Regions from separate parts of the Mus musculus genome. Here region 1 is linked to region 2. Evidence: chromatin contacts called from public Hi-C data. All regions are on one chromosome and are shown on one strand. Each heading gives the region's core, a stretch centred on a gene start, on an enhancer-like site or on the middle of the called end of the contact. The rest is flanking DNA. Distances are from core to core; before and after follow the strand shown.

Evidence for each region. Hi-C and Micro-C count contacts between places; a contact is called where the count stands out from the background.
Region 1: a Hi-C map of cerebral cortex shows a contact between it and region 2, with 1.9 times the contacts expected there. The contact joins two enhancer-like sites. A contact is called at or near these places in 2 of 484 Hi-C or Micro-C datasets (cerebral cortex and cortical neurons) and 2 of 115 datasets of contacts at active chromatin or transcription factors (double positive thymocytes and embryonic basal ganglia).

What each region holds. Positions count from the first base shown.
Region 1 is chr3:51,070,241-51,073,853 of GRCm38.p6, reverse strand. The region is part of intron 1 of Gm29230 (a long non-coding RNA gene); the gene reads left to right. Among named protein-coding and RNA genes, the nearest start is that of Gm29230, 17 kb to the left of the region's middle. Within about 2 kb of position 1,328, at least 31 of the 459 cell types and tissues checked have an H3K27ac peak or open chromatin away from gene starts, as enhancers often do. A contact at or near this core is called in cerebral cortex, where this site is marked.
Region 2 is chr3:50,913,363-50,917,280 of GRCm38.p6, reverse strand. No RefSeq gene overlaps it. Among named protein-coding and RNA genes, the nearest start is that of Gm37548, 26 kb to the right of the region's middle. Within about 2 kb of position 1,975, at least 24 of the 459 cell types and tissues checked have an H3K27ac peak or open chromatin away from gene starts, as enhancers often do. A contact at or near this core is called in cerebral cortex, where this site is marked.

The DNA.
Region 1 (3,613 bases), core at 79-2,578, 160 kb before region 2:
AGTGAGAGACCCTTTAACAGAGAGAGAGAGAGAGAGAGAGAGAGAGAGAGAGAGAGAGAGAGAGAGAGAGAGAGAGAGGGCATTTGAGGTTGACTTCTAGCCTCCATTTGTACCCATGTATACATGTGTTCATGCACAAAGAATTCCCACATTCGAAAGTGAGACAGTGGGAAGGAGAGTCCATCTTGTCACTTTTCCTCTTCTCTGCTTCTCTGAGTATGACATGGAGACCCATCACCCTAACGTCAGTTCCCCAAGGTTCAGCTTTCAAAATCATTATGTTTCTGTGTAAATGGTGATGCTAGGCAACTGAATTGAGGAAGTATGCTGTTTAAGGGCACGCGTAAACCTGTGTTGGACCGGGGATGCGAGAAATGAATATAGGGAAGCTGTTCCATATTGGGGGCGGTGAGGGACGTAGGCGTGGCCCAAGCACTCAGTGGTTTAATCTCACTGCTTTTCCTGTGTGGGGACTGGGGATTAGCTGTTTGTAATGAAGACCAGGACTCATTGGCTTAGCTGAGAATGAGAGGAGGGTGGGCAGGGAGGGAAGGAGGGAGAGAGAGAGAGAGAGAGACACCACCGGTTTTCATTCTTGAGGTCTGGTGGGCAGGAAATGAAGCAGAGCACGGGGAGTGGGTGATGGATGACCGGAGGGGACTCCTCTGTCCTTGTACAGTATCCGTTCACATTGGATTGGCTTTGGAAGTCCCCATCTACAAACCACAGGGGCTGGGCTAAGATTCTAAATCAAGTCTTTCTCTTTTCCTTGCCTTGCGTGTCGGGGAAGTGCTTAGGCACTGAGTAAAAGAGCAACCCTAGATTTTACATGGCTCGGTGGAGCATAAGTCCTTCTGTAGCTGTTAGGCAAATGGATTTGCACTTCATTCTGTATATACACATATGTATATACATGTATGTGTGTGTATATGTTATATATATATATATGTATGTGCATATATGAATGTATGAGTGTATGTATGTATATATATTATCTCTTTGTCTTTCTCTCTCTTTACACACACACACACACACACACACACACACACACACACACACACACACGAGTCTCCCTTTCCCTTTTCTTACTGAAGACCAAATATGGGGTGTTCCTTTGCAGAATGTTGTTGTGAAGGCTGCTGTCTAGTTGAGTCGCTTCTGAAGCAAGTACAGTCAGTGTCATTAATTTCCCCCTGTGCCGTGTGGGCTGTGGAACATGATGAATCGCGTTGCCACTTCAAAATGGGAGCCTTCCGAGGCAGGTGGCTGAGTGGGCTGGCGAAAGGCTTGGGAGGGTTAAGACGCTGTGCTGTCAGCAGCAGGGCCACCCTTGCGTAGATGGATGGCATTCTGGAACAGAGTGTGAAGGGCTGGGGCTGCAGTCCAGATGGAGAGGGGCAGAGATGCCCCAGCCACACAGCTAAACCCGAGACCTGTTGTGGGTTCCTGCATTATGGTCGAACAAGGTCTGATTAGTGTGTGGCTAGAAGACCACCCAGGATGGAGAAGGGACCAGAGATTGTAGTGTACATGGGAGAGATCAAAGATCAAGCTCATTTAGCAGCCAAAGAGCAATCTCTGGTCTTGTCTCTGTCTTATTTATTAACTTCAGTTCTTCCAAGACTGTAGGGAAGGATTTGGGATGGTTCCATACGACTTCCAAGGAGGAAATGGAGCCTCTTTTGGCTCTGTGGAAGAGAAAAATTGAGGTAGAAAAGGCAGCTTCCTGGGAAAGTGAATTTCTGTCACTTCCAGGGGAATGTGGAGGCCAGGATGCATTTGGCTCAGGTGACCTCTAGAGACCTTTAGATGATGTCAGCCAAAGATTCTATGGCTTTTCATTGCCTCACTTCTCAAATGGCAAGTCACAGGCAGTTTCTGGCCCCGATAAAACTACTTGTCCTGCCTGGGACAGACTCTTAATTTCCTGTGGAAGTGGAGCCGTGAAAGGATTGTCTTGACTTGTTTACTGTTTCCCCTTTCAGAAATTAGAGAATGAAAAAGGATGCATAGTTTCTATGCAGCCGCAGTTTAGAGGACAGAACATAGAGTTTAGAATTGGATTTTTATCTCGAACATGTACTTTTTATGTGGTTTTAAGCAAACACCAGACCTTTAGCGAGTAAACTGTGACTGTTGATGTTCCCTTTATGTCATTGTAAGCATTAGCTGAGGAGATAGGGACAGTGGGGGCGACAAGGCCTGGCACCAAGCTCACTCAACAGGTGGAAGATACGCCGTAACAATGGAAAGTAACAGTGCTGGGGCCAGGAATGACTTCAAAGACAAGGCTAGCTCATATGCACAGCAAACCTTTGTCTGGGGGTAGGAAGGTGACTCAAAGACAAGGCTAGCTCACATGCACAGCAAACCTTTGTCTGGGGGTAGGAAGGTGACTCAAAGTCAAGGCTAGCTCACATGCACAGCAAACCTTTGCTGGGGTTAGGCATGACTCAAAGACACGGCTAGCTCACAAGCCCAGGAAATCTTTGTATTCGTTGCTGTTGTGAATAGTGATCAGAAGCTTGGTGGTCTAAAGCAGTAGAGATTTGCTCTCCCTGTCCCAGAGGACAGACCCCAGAAGCAAGGGTCCCCTGGGCTGTGTTCTCTTCTGTGATCTCTCTCTGCCTCTCTCAGCTCCAGGGGGCTTACAGGTGGCTCTTAGCTGTGGCCCTGTGACTCCCATCTCTGCCTCTGTTTTGACATGGCCTTTCCCATGATGTCTGGGTCCTTTCTTTTTCAAGGACAAGATTGGTTCATAAACATGGAAGTCCTTTGTATTGGTTTTCAAGTCCAGTTAGACATAAAATGTCTGCTTGTGGGCTTCAGTGGGGAAGGAGATGAAGGAGGAGCTGTGGTGTGCGGTTCTATGTTGTATCCGCAGCTTTCTGGGATAGAATTGGAACGGGCAGTCTTTTAAACGGTGGCCACTAAACCCAGTGGTCCGTCCCACAAAGCTAATCTGTGATTCTCCACACACAGAATGACACGCAGTCTGAACTCAGTTGTGAAGGTAGCGGACGATCTCTTGGTTGCGAGTCTAGCCTATATCCTATATAATACATGCCTGAGTGAGGCACTAGTCTAGAGCATGGAAAGGGAAGAGGGCTTCTAGAAGGTCCATTTGCATAAAGGATCCAGAAAATCAGACGGGAGCACAGCTCAGGGACCCTTTGCTTCTGGGGTCTGTCCTCTGGGACCAGGAGAGCAAGTCTCTACTGCTTTAGGCACCAAGCTTGTGGTCATTTGTCACAGCAGCAGCCAATACAAAGGTTTCCTGTGCTTGTGAGCTAGAAGATCTCACTCCCGTGGAAGGCAAGAGGCAGATGACAAGCATGACCCTTCAGCTCAGGGTTTCGATCCTGGGTGGCATGCCACTCAAAGCCCGCCTGTGGTCTCTTGCTGGGTCTCAGGCAGAAGGTGAGTTGAGAATTAAAGCTAAGTTACCAGAGACATCACAGTTAAGTGAGACAGCATAGCCTGTGAAGGTTTTCTCAGGCTAAAACAGTATATGTGTATGTGTATATGCGCATGAGTGTGTGTGTATGTATCGGTATATATATATATGTATAGGTATATGCACCTCTTTGTGCACGTGTAGAGAAAAGTGTCA
Region 2 (3,918 bases), core at 726-3,225:
CCCTGGTGCAGCCCTGGCTGGAGAACGGCAGATTTAGCCCTCTCCATATTCAGTCTTTTTTCTGGTTTGTGATGCAGAAAGGATAAAATTTGCTTCAAGAGGGAAGAAGCCTATGGTGAAAGAAACATAGATGCCTTGGAAGATTGTCTGTCTACCCTCCAGGAGGGAAGGACTCCTCCAGCTGCCTTTCTAGGCAGACCCAGAGCCAACAGCTCCTCAGTGGACAACTGCTCACCCACCTTGGGACAGTTCTAGATGGCACGACATTCGGTTCCCAAGCTCCTTGCTAGGCTGGCTAAGACTTGGGTGGTCCTGCCTTGCTTCCCCTATTCCCTCCTCTCCTGTTTCCTTGGCAGTCCTAAGCTCATTCCTGACCAGATATTCATCTCAAAGCTTGCTTCCTTAGGAATCCCACCTGGGAGATTGCTAAAGTTTAGCCCCTTCATCATCAAAGTGCAGAGAGCTGTGGCTCAATAACAAAGTGGTGATCTACAGAAAAGCAAGAGCAATAATTTTTTTTTTCCAGCAAGAAAAAGCATGACTCAGACAAAGGCATAGAGAATGAAGGGACTTGGAACTCTGCCCTCTCAGAGTGTAGTTTAAGGGACAGAAAGCCCCAGACAATTGGATTCAGGTCTGAGTCACAGACCATCACTCTCGTGGAATCTGATTTGTGGACGAGCTGCCCCTAGGAGCCATTAACCCACATCGCACATACATTCTGATTCCTTGCTCAATGTTGCCCTTCAGGTGCCACGCTGACCTCTGGAAGATCAGCCTTGGGAATTACTGAGGTGGGCAGTGTTTCGCTATGGACCATTTGGCAGACCTAATTTCCATGGGAGGAGAATACCACAGTATTGTGGATTTGTCCACCACTGTTACTTCTCTTCTGGCCCTGAGATGAAGTTGGCTTCACTCTGACATGGTGAAGAAATCAGATCTTCTGGCCAGAAGAAGCTGTGTGTGTTCTTTGAAGACGGGATGCAGACTTGTCTCGCTGGGGGAACACACTGATGTCCTTGTGCTCTGAACAGACAATTCTTCTTTCCTTTTAAGAGTCTGCAGTCATATTTTGGGGATGTTTGGACAAATCCATCTTTTTATAGTATAGACTTAGAACTCACCTAGCTGGCTTTTTATTAAACTCATAAATGAAGGTATTTAAAGCATAGTTAATGTTCCAGGGGCATGATTGTCATGATCTAATGGGTTTCTTCTCTCTCTCTCTCTCTCTCTCTCTCTCTCTCTCTCTCTCTCTCTCTCTCTCTCTTTGCTTGCCTGTCTGTCTGTCTGTCTGTCTGCCTCTCAGAATTATCAGTGTAAACCAAGTAGTATATCAGATGGATAATGGGTGTGGGGTTCAAACTCTGTAGGTCAGCCAGTGTCAGCTGTATGCCTGTCTGTGCTCTAACCTGCTCAATGGGTGAAGTATGAGGTAATGTGTTCACAACAATGGTACACACATAGGAAGTGCCTAGGAGGGGACACATTATTGAAGGAGAAGAAGAAAAAGAAGGAGAAGGAGAAGGAGGAGGAGGAGGAGGAGGAGGAGAAGAAGAGGAAGAAGAAGAAGAAGAAGAAGAAGAAGAAGAAGAAGAAGAAGAAGAAGAAGACGCAGCAGCAGCAGCAGCAGCAGCAGCAGCAGCAGCAGCAGCAGCAGCAGCAGCAGCAGCAGCAGCAGAGCAGCAGCAGCAGCAGCAGCAGCAGCAGCAGCAGCCGCCGCCGCCACCATGGTGATCATTAGCATGGTGGCCATTTCTACTATGCCCCCAAATCTTCACATCAGGTGGCTTATGCTTTTTAAGTGTTAAAATAAATAAAACATCTATGCTCCCACTGTGGATAGATTTTCAATTTCTCCTATTATAGCAGGCAGTAAAATAGATTTCTTAATAAGTCTCCACGTTAGAAAGGCAGGTCTGACCAAAGAGTGGGCACATTAGCAGCTGTGAGATTCATCAGTCACAGCAGCTGGGCGAACTCTCTGGTGGATGTGCGAGAGTGATGAGCCTTTGTCACGTCACACCGCTTTCCCTCGCCATCTCTCTCCCCGGTTACATTTTTTAAAAATAATGCCGTTAATTTTCATGAGTGTTTCAAGCCTGAGTTAGATATCATATTATAAATACCTCAGAAACTGAGGAGGATCTGGGTAACAAGAGCAGATTACTAACCTCCCACGAATCAAAATCAGACCCACGGAATCCAAACTTAGATACCCATAAAAATCCACCCTGTTCTGTTTCCCCAGGATTACAGCCCGTTGCTGACGATTTAAGCCGCCTGCAGATCTGTGGCTACGGCATCTAATTGCAGATGGGTTTAAACCTTGAGCAGGTCAATGGAAGCGTGATGATCTCAGGATAATTTGTCTTTTCTGTATTTCTATGGCATGATATATAATCCCTGGCTGGAAAGGGTCCTTGTGGGTGTCAGCCTCTGCTCCCGCCTGTAATAGAATGAAGAAGTGGCAAATAGGCGATCCTTTGTATAAATCTCTTTTCCCTGCATAATGTGGGTCGAGGGACAGGCCCACCTTTGTTAAAGCAGGGACAAGGGCATTGGGCACAGAAGCCATCCTGGATTTGCTTCAGTAGTGCATGCACAGGCTTTTGAAATCTTGCCTTGCTGTGTGGCAGTCTTGATTGCCAGAGAGCCATGTTTCTCTTTTTACGTAAGTCTTGCTTTCTCTGCTCCCCCTTGAGCTAGCTGGAGCACCTCAGATTGGGTGGGGGTCAAGAACTTTGAAGAGGTGATTGTTACGTGGTGATGCAGGAGCCAGAGAGGATGGAGAACTGGTTTTATCTGTGCCTGAACCTGTAAGACTCGCTCTCTCTGCTTAAGACCTGATGATCAGTAACTCGACAGGGGTTTATGGGAAAACGTAGAGTGGGCTATAGAGCAAGCCTTTTTCTCTCAACACTTCAGGCATGCCTAAGTAACCGACAGGTAGATGGCTCAGTTGGTAAAGTGTAGGCACAGTTGGTAGAGTGTATGCAACCATAGGACACAAGTCCAACCCCCAGAAGCTGTGTAAAAAAAAGTCGGGTGTAGTATAATCCCAGCTTTGTTGGGGAGGTAGACAGGTTCATTCCTGGGACTCCTGGGTTCGCCAGCGTAGCTTGGTTAGTGGGCTTCAGGTCAGTGAGACCCTGTCTTAAAAAGTAGTGGAAGGCTTTTGAAACCCAAAGCTGTTCTGTGGCCTCCATATGCACTGGCACATGTACACACACACACATACACACACACACACACACACACACAGCACACAGAGTCACACACATATGTACAGTCACACAATACATACAGAGTCACACACATATGTACAGTCACACACATATATACAGAATCACACACATATTTATATACAATCACACACACACACACACACACACCATGCACACATACCACACACATACTACACACACACATGCATGCATGCACATACATACACACATACCACACACATACTACACACACACATGCATGCATGCACACACACACACACACACACACACACATAATATACAGTCACACATACCACACAAAGACTCACAGACAGACAGACACATACACACAGAGTCAGACACATATATACAGTCACACACACACACTTACACACACACACACACACACAGTCATACATACCACACAGAGACACACAGACACAGACAAACAGACACACAAAGAGACAGACAGACAGACAGACACACACACATACACACACACACACACACGCGCGCACACACACACACACTCACACACAGTCATACATACCACACAGAGACACACAAACAGACACACAAAGAGACAGACAGACAGACAGACAGACACACACACACACACACACTCACACACACACACACACACTCACACACACACTGCTCTCTCTGAAGCATCTTTGTCCTCATCCTT